2 separate regions of the Arachis hypogaea genome follow, and region 2 is linked to region 1. A link is a contact called in public Hi-C data. All regions are on one chromosome and are shown on one strand. The core of a region is the stretch at or near the end of the contact, and the rest is flanking DNA. Distances in the headings are between cores, read along the strand shown. Region 1 has its middle 14 kb from the start of LOC112801968. Region 2 holds the start of LOC112801969 (probable phospholipid-transporting ATPase 8).

What was found. Hi-C and Micro-C count contacts between places; a contact is called where the count stands out from the background.
Region 2: a contact with region 1 is called in a Hi-C map of leaf, with 2.5 times the contacts expected there. The contact joins the promoter of LOC112801969 here to the enhancer-like site in region 1. A contact is called at or near these places in 4 of 8 Hi-C or Micro-C datasets (all in leaf).

The regions. Positions count from the first base shown.
Region 1 is chr5:93,004,743-93,010,046 of arahy.Tifrunner.gnm2.J5K5, forward strand. No RefSeq gene overlaps it. Among protein-coding and RNA genes, the nearest start is that of LOC112801968, 14 kb to the left of the region's middle. Within about 2 kb of position 3,624, at least 3 of the 3 cell types and tissues checked have open chromatin away from gene starts, as enhancers often do.
Region 2 is chr5:93,039,892-93,045,001 of arahy.Tifrunner.gnm2.J5K5, forward strand. It overlaps LOC112801969 (probable phospholipid-transporting ATPase 8), which reads left to right and starts at 1,558. Exons shown (of 12, transcript XM_025844937.3): 1 at 1,558-2,668; 2 at 3,172-3,423; 3 at 3,425-4,536; 4 at 4,732-4,842; 5 at 4,956-5,110. The coding sequence starts at 2,270.

The DNA of each region.
Region 1 (5,304 bases), core at 2,374-4,873:
ATAGAAATTGGTTTTTGGAGCCTCCGGTTCATGGAAGTTGTAATCTTAGGTTCTAAACTATTAAGAAACCAGCTTGGATCAGCAACACTATTGGAAGTAAAAATATTCTGAAAATAGTCAAAATACTCATCTGCCACTATTGCTATTTTTTTTAGGCTAGAGGCAACTTAATCATTTCGACCAATCAACCTCCATATTCAATTCTTCTTCATTTTGGATTGGAACTTCTGATGAAAGAATCGTGTATTATGATCACTCTCTTTGAGCCATTTAACATGAGATTTCTCTCTAGTAGCTCTCTTCCTTAATAAACGCTATTTCTAGCTTCTTCTCTAGGCCATTCAGCTCGCCACTTCCATTTACTCCACCTTTTTAAAGATCCTCTATGACTGACTGTAGCTCTTCAAGTTTTCTTCTAAAATTAGTTTTGTGATTAATTTGCCATTAAACTAACCTATGTCTACATCTTTTTAGCCTTTTAGCCAAAGAGTATATTGCTGACCCTTCTACTTCAGAAGTCCAGATTTCCATCACAATTTGCCTAACTTCTCTTTTGCAACACTAACATTCTTGAAATTTAAACATTTTCTTATTGCACCAATTTTGCGGGTCAGTAAGATAAGAGGGGCATGATTTTAGCCTGATTCTAAAAGCATGTTTATTACTGCATACGAGTACGGTGTTATCCAACTCAGCCCCCACTAACTCACAGTTTAGTCTTTCTTTCACCAACTCTGAGTCTTGTCTCCGATTTGTCCACGTGAAAGGTCGATCCACCATTTCAATATCCAATAACTTATTAACATTGATGAAATTATTGAATAATAAGATGGAGGTTGCTAATTTTTTGCCACCACCCTCTTTCTCTGTTTGTCTAGATATAGCATTAAAATCATCCATAATCACCACTCTACACTGGAATTGCTGAATAATAAAAAAGAGCTCATTATACTGAGAGTTTCACATAGTGTCAGAGCAATTTAAGTGAACTACAATGAATTTTCAAACCTCATTTTTGCTTGTAGCATGAACCTCTTCTGTAATAAAGTAGTCATCACTACTCCGTGTGTGAATATTGATAGTATTTTTCCATCCCAAAACTAAACCAACCAACCACCCTCATTAAGTCCACAATATACCAACTCCCATAGCCACACGAACGTAACTTTACTTTCATCTGTCGAGATTGATTCTTTGTCTGAATAATGAAAATAATCTAGAGGAGTAGAACTTGCATATTCATTTAAAATTCTGGATTGTCAAAGATCTTCCTAAACTCCAACAAAAAATTTCATGACACTTTGAGTGTCATTTGAAGACTCGCACCCTTCACCATTAAAATCTGTTAACTATTCCTCTTTTAATCTGGCAATTTTTGGAGACTTATTCATCTCCTTATTCTTCGATCTCCTCTTTGTTTTTTATTGTACTTTTGTCGAGTATGGTCTTTATTTGGTTAGACTTCCATTTTTTGCTTTTTTCAATCTTCAGACACTGCTTAGAATTACTTTGAAGATATGTTTTTTATTAGTCTTAGGAGATGACAATAATTTTCATGTTTTTTTAGGCCTCTCCTCGTGAGTTCGAGACAAGATAATTGCTGGTGTTGCAGTGTTTTTCCTTTGCTTTCTCTCCCTCCACTTTATTCTTCATGTTCATCTCAGCAAACTCCTCCAAAAAAACAACTTGGAATATACTTCTTCCTCATTTTAACACTTAGCTATCATGTTTTTTTTTTCTTTTAATAAACACTACTAGTCATGTGTAACGCGGCTCCACTACTATATATATATTAAGAGTATATAAATTTTTTACACTATTATTTAATTATTTAATAATATACTTACATGACTTTTAAAATAATTGCTACACAGATTGTATAATGTGACAATATTCCTAACTCATCTGAATTTAAGTATTTAATAAAACCATTTTAATTAATCTACTATATTTATCCTAAAATAGTTTTTTCATATAATATTTTTTAATACGTCAGCCTGATGACTAATCCAAAATAGTTTTTCGTTAATGGTGAATTATGCAAAAAAAATAAAAACATATGTGCATTAGTGGGGCCCGTGAACTAAGTAGTTGAATTTATCGGAGGTTTTTCTTGATTTTGTCGGCAATTTTTCGTGTTATTATTATTATTATTATTTTGTCACCAATAATATTAATAACTAATAATGCAAACAAATGGCAATGGCAAGGAACAAGGATCACATGTGAAAGGTTGTGGATACCCTCTCATGTTTGGATCCAATCCTAGCAAACAAAGAAACAATAGGATTTGATATATACTTGACCTTTTTTATTTCAACAATTATTTACATGATGATTTTGGATAAATTATTGTTCATTGAAATTCACATTAAAAAAAAATATGGGTTTAGTCGCACATATTAAATTTATCAATTTTAAAAGATTTTATAAAAAAAGTAATAAGAATTTAAGTTTCTAATATATTTATTAAAATAAAAAAATTAAACTTTAAAATTTATATTAATGACAACTTTAATGGTGTGTAGTTAAATCCAAAAATATTATAATTTTTTTATAAGACTCATTACATTCTACATACAAAATGAAATTTCGTGATTTGCCCAATTATAAACATTAATGTGACAAACTAGTGACAATTTAAATATTTTTTAAATCACCTATGTATGATTAATTAAGTTAATTTGTTGAAATTAGATTCCATAATTTTTGTAACGTTATTAAAATAAAAGTGATAATATCTACTACTTTCACTTTTGTTTTGTGAATATTTTTATGATATTTTATACTGAATAACTAACGTCTTTAAAAAAAAATACATCAGATTAAATTTTTAAGTAAAATGCTTAGCATTAACTTGAAGTTGACCCACAATTATTATCTTGATTATAAAAATAATTTAGAGATTCAATTCAATTATTATGTTTACTTTATATGATATAATAATCTATTTTATATTTTTTTTGAGTAATATATTTTATAGTAAAATTACAAACAAAATCATTAAAAAATCTCCTTCCATAATGCATTTACATTCATAAATTAATTCACTACCTTTTATTTTGAGTGCATGAATCAAGATTCAAGATTTCTTTTTTTTTCCTTTTATTTAGACAAAGGATTATTGTTTTACTTAATATAATTCAAACATAATTAATTTTCCAACAATAAAAATTATTATTAATTAAATAAATTATCATTTTTACTTATGAATATTCATACCGTTAATAAATTTATTTATGAAAAAAAAACGAATGCTAAACTTATAAAAGATGAATTTTGGTTGATAAAAATATCCAAACTTTAAAAAATTATTTAAAATTATTCTAATATTACTAGTTACTAACCTCAAATCTTATTTTTTCTATAATATTTTTCAACTCGACAGATTAAGGACTAAGTCACCATCTGACTAGTAAGCTATTAGCTAACTACTAGAACCAGCCAAGTTTGTTAACTAACCTCAAATCTTACTCCACCCCATTTCCAACCTTTCACAACCATCACTTTTTGGATCATGTGTTTGGGCTTTATTTTTTATTTTTGGTCTGGTGTATGGGCTTTCTTAATCAAAACAGCAGAGCTCAGCAATTGCCCATTCATATGTATGGGATTTCTTGGGTTCCTTTGTACCATCACAAATAGTGGGCCTCAATGAACCTAATTGGGGATAGGCAAAAATATTTATACCAACAAACTGTCGCATTTATTGACTAAAAACACTTCAAAAACCACAAGAGTTTAAGAAAGCCCGCAGGCCAAAAGTTGCACTTTCCTCAAACTCTTCCAAAATTAATTTAAAGGATGAACAAACAAGTAAAGGGCAAGCCCAAAAAACAAATAATAAAAACAACTGAATAGCAAGACCAAAAAGAATTCCAAAAGAAATAAAGTCCCCCGGGCCCGTTAAAAATTTTAGACGTTTGACAAATATCTAATTGTCCCATGAGGCCATGACCAATATATATATAATTGTGAAGTTATCTCCATTTTTCAATGTAATGCTAAAGTAGATGGTTAGGATGTGGCATGATCTCAATGAATTAGAGCCCATTTGGGAAGTAGCAGAAGCTACTTTTTTTAACTTTTGGATTATGAAAAATCATAATCTATGTGTTTGGCACTATTTTAAAAAAACTTTTAACTTCCCAAAAAAGTTAATTCGCAACTTTTTAAAAAAGTAAAAATATATGACTTCTTACTTCTCGAGAAGTCATTCTACCACTTACTTAAAAAAAATTAATTTTAAAATAAAAAAATTTACTTTCCTTCTTGACTCTATGAAAAATACTGACTTTTCATCACTATTTTCACACAAGGTCTGCTAGAAGCACTAGCCTTCCACCATCATTCTCACGCAATGTTCTAAGTCTCACAATTTTTACGTAATGAAACATCTTATGGAAGAATTGATCCTCCACCACATTTTCAGACAATATTATATCTGAACAACTTACTGCATATATTCCTTCTAAATATTTTTTTTATCATTTTATCACTATTTTTTATTATTAAATTTGTATTCAAGTGTGGTATGAAATTTCAGTTTTAATTTTATTTTTTTCATATGTAATTTTATAACTTATTATTATTTTCATAATTAATTATAACAAGTTCTTGACCTTAATAAAGGAGAAGAGAGTTCTAATAGGAATAAAAAAAAAAAAACAGTAATAAAATATACATTGACACACATTTTATATTTATTTTTTATTTTCACCTACCATATCATACACAATATTAGTGATTAGGTTATGTAAAATCAACATTCAATATTGAAAAGTATTTGTTATCATGGTTATTTTAATATTCATTCTCTTTTGTAAAAAAAAAATTATCTTTTGAGTTATTTATCCAAACGCTACAACTTTAAAATAAGTACTTTATAACTAAAAATCCAAATACAAAATAACTTATTTATAAGCTGCTATTAATAAAAATCCTTATGTTTTAAACTCTTTTTTCAAAAGAATTTATTTAAGTTATTTACCCAAACTAAATTTTAGTGTATTTTGATTAAACTTTCATCTTCTTTTAAGGGTCACAATTTATTTTTCAGGGAATTATTTTGGCGATATCAAAATCTTTTATACATCATTTTGATTTATATAAAATTTAATTTTGACATACCGATAGTATATATATATATTCAATTACGTAATATCATGATAGTAAAAAGTAATTATTTTTTATCGTATAAATAATTATCTAAAAAAAATATGATTAGACAAATATATAAAATATTTTATATTATTAATAAACTAAAATTAAACACATATATATTGTGTATTTTTATATTTTATT
Region 2 (5,110 bases), core at 308-2,807, 33 kb after region 1:
ATATTAACGACATAAATAATTATTTAAAAAAATGAATGTGATTGTACGACTGTGTAAAACTCATTAAATAATTAGATATATATATATAATTATTATATTAAAATTAAATTCATACAAATATAAAAAAATAGAAATATATAGAATATTAGGGATACACATGAAAAAGGAAGAGACATGTTGTACGACAAGGGTGGAGGCGTATCTATCTGTATCAGCGTTGGTTGCTGTCAAATGTAAGAACTAAGAACACGTGTAACAACACAACAAGGAACAATACACTTTAATCTCTTTTTCTGGATTTTCAGTGATGCAATGCATCATAACTTTCCCTATTCAAACTCATTCACCTCATGCAACTTCAAAAGTCACTATATACCATTTTGTTAATGAAAACAAAATAAAAATAAAAGTTACGTGTACATATATATGCATATATTATTTTAGATATTAATAGAATTTTGATGTAACACTCAATTATTAAATTTTATAATATTTTTTAAAATTTTAAAAATTGAACAATAAGTTCTCTACATATTAAGAATATATCATCATGGATTAACAATAGATTCCTCTCGTATTAAAATATAGAATCTCGTCCTAAAATTTTAAAAAATATCGTAAAATCTAATAACTGAATATTACATTAATTTTTTTAGTATTTACAAAAATTAACCGTAAAGATGAGCTGTGTTAGACAGACAGGTAGATATCATTAACAAGTAGAAATGAGGAAAAACACTAAATAGTATTGATATTTGCATTTCTATTTTTCAAAAAATACTTTAATTATCTTTTTATATTAAAATTTTTATATATCTTATCGCTATGGCTATAATTAAATAAATATTTATAACTATTGTTTTCATATTTCTGTGGAAAAAATTAAATGTGATTATGCAAAATTTTCATGTTGTTTCTATTTTTTCAATCAAGTGTTTTATGAACTAAAAAAAATCAATCATTTAATCATTATACATATTATTTTATATATTTTTAATAAAAATAACTCGTTGTAATAAAATAATTAAATGCATCATACAAGAATAATTAACTTTTTTAGACTAATATAATTTTTTTATAAATATGAAATATATAAGAAAATATTATTTTGATTTTTTCTTTAATTATTTTGTTAAGTATGATCTTTCATTATTAAGTGGGACAAAAAAAATCTAAAAGATATTAAATAATAAAAATTACACATGATAAAATAATTAAAAAAATTAAAAGAAATCATTCTCAAATATGTATTAACTAATGGATAAATTTTTTTTAAATATCTATTCAACATGATATATTGTTTTATCAATATTATCACAAAATAATAATAATTCTACGTACAGACTTGTACTATTTTACTAAATTTCGAATAATATATAAAAATAATTTTTAAATCGATATAATATTTATAGATATTACACCTCATTCTAGTAATTCACATTTGCTTTCAATACCCCACCATTCTCTTTTTTTTTTCTTCCTGATTTGGTCCCTTGTATTATTTTGTCACTCCTATTTTCTTTATTGTTGTTATTAATTTCTTTGGCGAATGGCACATGAAATGAATGATTGAATGAAAGCAGTAACAAGAGAAGAGAAGAGAAGAGAAAAGAATGGAAGAGAAGTGAAGTAGTAATGAGTAAATGAAGCATGCTCGTTGGTCGGTTCTATCAATGTTTTTTCTGTCTCTCTCATTTGTTTGTTTGCTTATACAAGCGGCAAAGTTAACTGCTACTCACACCAAAGACCCCCCTTCTCTCTTTCTCTCTCAATTCATTTTCTTTCTCTCTATTTTTTATATTTTTTTTTGTTTTCTCTCTCTAACAAATTCGGTTGAAGCTGCAAGGAAGAGACATCTTCTGCAGCTTTCACTGAGAGCAAGGAATTAGAACAAAAAAAATTCTAAAACTTTGAAGGTTTCATTCAAGCTTTACTCCTCTAGCTGTGATTCTTGTTCACATGATCTAAGAGAGTTCTTTATTACTTCTATAGTTGGTATTTTGAATCTTGTTCAACCATTTTCTGGTGTCTCTTTCAGTGTTTCCAAGCTCATTTTCCCAAATCAAGCTGGTTCTTTCTTCTTTTCTTCTCTCTGTTTCTTCCCAAATTTGTGGACTTTACCCTATTTTAGGTAAAGGGGTTGGCCTATTTTCTTAAAGTTATTATCTTTTCTTTCAAAGAAGTAGGTGAGTGTGTTTGATTCTGAGGATATTTGTGTGATTTCTTGGGAGAATGCTTGATTTGTAGCTGAGGAAAAAAAAAGGAGAAGATGCCTGAAGGGATCATCACAAAAAAGAGGATACATTTCAGCAAACTATATTCATTTTCTTGCTTGAAATCTTCATTTGGAGATGGGCACTCCCAAATCGGTCAGAAAGGGTACTCAAGGATTGTGTATTGCAATGATCCTGATAACCCTGATGCAATTCAGCAGAATTATAGAGGGAACTATGTGTCAACCACAAAGTACACAGCTTTTAATTTCATCCCTAAGTCCCTTTTTGAACAGTTTAGGAGGGTTGCAAATATATATTTTCTTGTTGTTGCTTGTGTTTCATTTAGTCCATTGGCACCTTATACAGCTCTCAGTATTGTTGCACCATTGTTGCTTGTCATTGGAGCTACTATGGCCAAGGAAGCTGTGGAAGATTGGAGGAGGAGAAAGCAGGTAATCTTTTTTTTTCTTTCTATTTTATTATTAATTATTATTTGATTTGATGCACTTTATGCCTTTTTCATCATACACTGCCAATGTCACAAAACTTCTCTTCCAAAAGCTTAGGAATATGAATCGTTTTATATCTAAACCTCACCTTTATGCAAAAGCTCTTTTGAATTGACATATGAAATGTCTATCTAAGCCTTTATGCAAAGCAATTGTCTTTTATCTACATAGAGCTATTTACATTGTTTTGCTTTATGTTTTTTGATTCATAGAATATTCTTTTTCCATTGGTGGCAGAAAGTTTTTGTCTTCCTGACCCCGAGAGATATAATTCAAAGAAACAACATTGTTTCATAATTGTTCTAGAATATAATCTAATGTTGCTTTTTTGCTTTGCTTTATGTTTTACTTAACTTGTTTGCCTTTTCTTTCTTTTTTTTCTCCAGATACTGTTGGTGATATGTTTTCTTAAGGTTTTCCTATCTAACTTTGGTTTATTTCTTCAGGATATAGAGGCAAACAACCGAAAGGTTCTGGTATATGGTAAAAATTATACATTTGTGGAGACTAGATGGAAAAAACTCCGAGTTGGTGATATTGTTAAGGTGTGTAAGGATGAATATTTTCCTGCTGATATTCTTCTGCTTTCGTCAAGCTACGGAGACGGGGTTTGCTATGTCGAGACAATGAATCTCGATGGAGAAACTAATCTAAAGTTAAAGCATGCCTTGGATGCGACGTCTCATCTTCAAGATGAAAAACCTATCCATCCAGAAGTTCAGGGCTATGGTTAAATGTGAGGATCCTAATGAAAACTTATACTCATTTATTGGAAACTTGCACTATGAGGGTAAAGAATATCCTCTTTCCTTGCAGCAGATCCTTTTAAGAGACTCTAAGCTGAAGAACACTGATCATATCTTTGGTGTTGTAATCTTCACCGGACATGATACAAAAGTGATGCAGAATTCTACTGATCCTCCATCCAAGAGAAGCAAAATTGAGAGAAAAATGGATAAGATTATATACATCCTCTTCAGTACCTTGATTTTCATATCCTTTATTGGTTCTGTCTATTTTGGTGTTGAGACTAAAAGGGATACCAGCGGTCGCAGGTATCGAAGATGGTATGTTCGTCCCGACAGTACAACGGTCTTTTATGATCCGAGAAGTGCTACACTTTCTGCTCTTCTCCACTTTTTAACTGCTCTTATGTTGTTTGGATATCTTATTCCTATATCACTTTATGTGTCCATAGAACTTGTGAAAGTTCTTCAGAGTGTTTTCATCAACCGAGATCAGGAAATGTATTATGAGGAAATGGATAGGCCGGCTCGTGCTCGCACCTCTAATTTGAATGAAGAACTTGGTCAGGTTGATACTATATTATCTGACAAAACCGGTACTTTGACATGTAACTCGATGGAGTTTGTCAAATGTTCCATAGGAGGCATTCGATATGGCCGAGGTATGACAGAAGTGGAGAAGGCACTTGCAAAGAGAGGGAAAAATGTGGAGTCTCAAGTTGATGAAGCATCATGTGATTTTTCGGGCCAGGATAGTGACGTGGAGGACTCTCGGCCGCCAGTTAAGGGCTTTAACTTTAGAGATGAACGAATAATGAATGGGAAATGGGTTAATGAACCACAATCAGACATCATACAGAAGTTCTTTCGAGTTTTAGCTATTTGTCATACTGCTATTCCAGATGTAGATCAAGGGTCAGGAGAAATTTCTTATGAAGCCGAGTCACCAGATGAGGCGGCTTTTGTCATAGCTGCGAAGGAACTTGGTTTCGAGCTTTTCGCTAGGACACAAACAAGCATATCATTGCATGAATTAAACTACAAAACTGGAAAAAAGGTTGACAGGTTGGCTAGCTTCTTTTACTAATTTCAATGGTCAAAATCATCACCTCAAGTTTGATCTGGTTTCTAATTAAAAATAAATTTATAATAGCTTTTGAAGTTATAATGTATAACTATTCAAACTTTTTCTGGCACAATTTTGTTCTTTTTCAAAATTGTGTTTAACTTACTGTGCAATCATCTGATTTTGATGAGCAGAGTGTACCAGCTTCTGCATGTCCTAGAGTTCAGCAGTTCCCGCAAGAGAATGTCGGTGATAGTGAGGAATGAGGAAAATCAGTTGTTGCTCTTATGCAAGGGTGCAGACAGGTTTTTATCAATATCCTCTATTTTTTTATTATTATTATTGTTATTATTAGAGTTCTGGGGAGTAAGTTGCATGTGGTGATGCTAAATTTTGCATTTATCCTGCATGTATTCAGTGTAATGTTTGAAAGGCTGTCTGAAAAAGGAAGACAATATGAGGCCGAAACCAAAGAACATATCAAACAGTATGCCGAAGCAGGCTTAAGAACTCTGGTAATCACATACCGTGAACTTGATGAAGAAGAATATAAGTTATGGGAAGTAGAGTTTT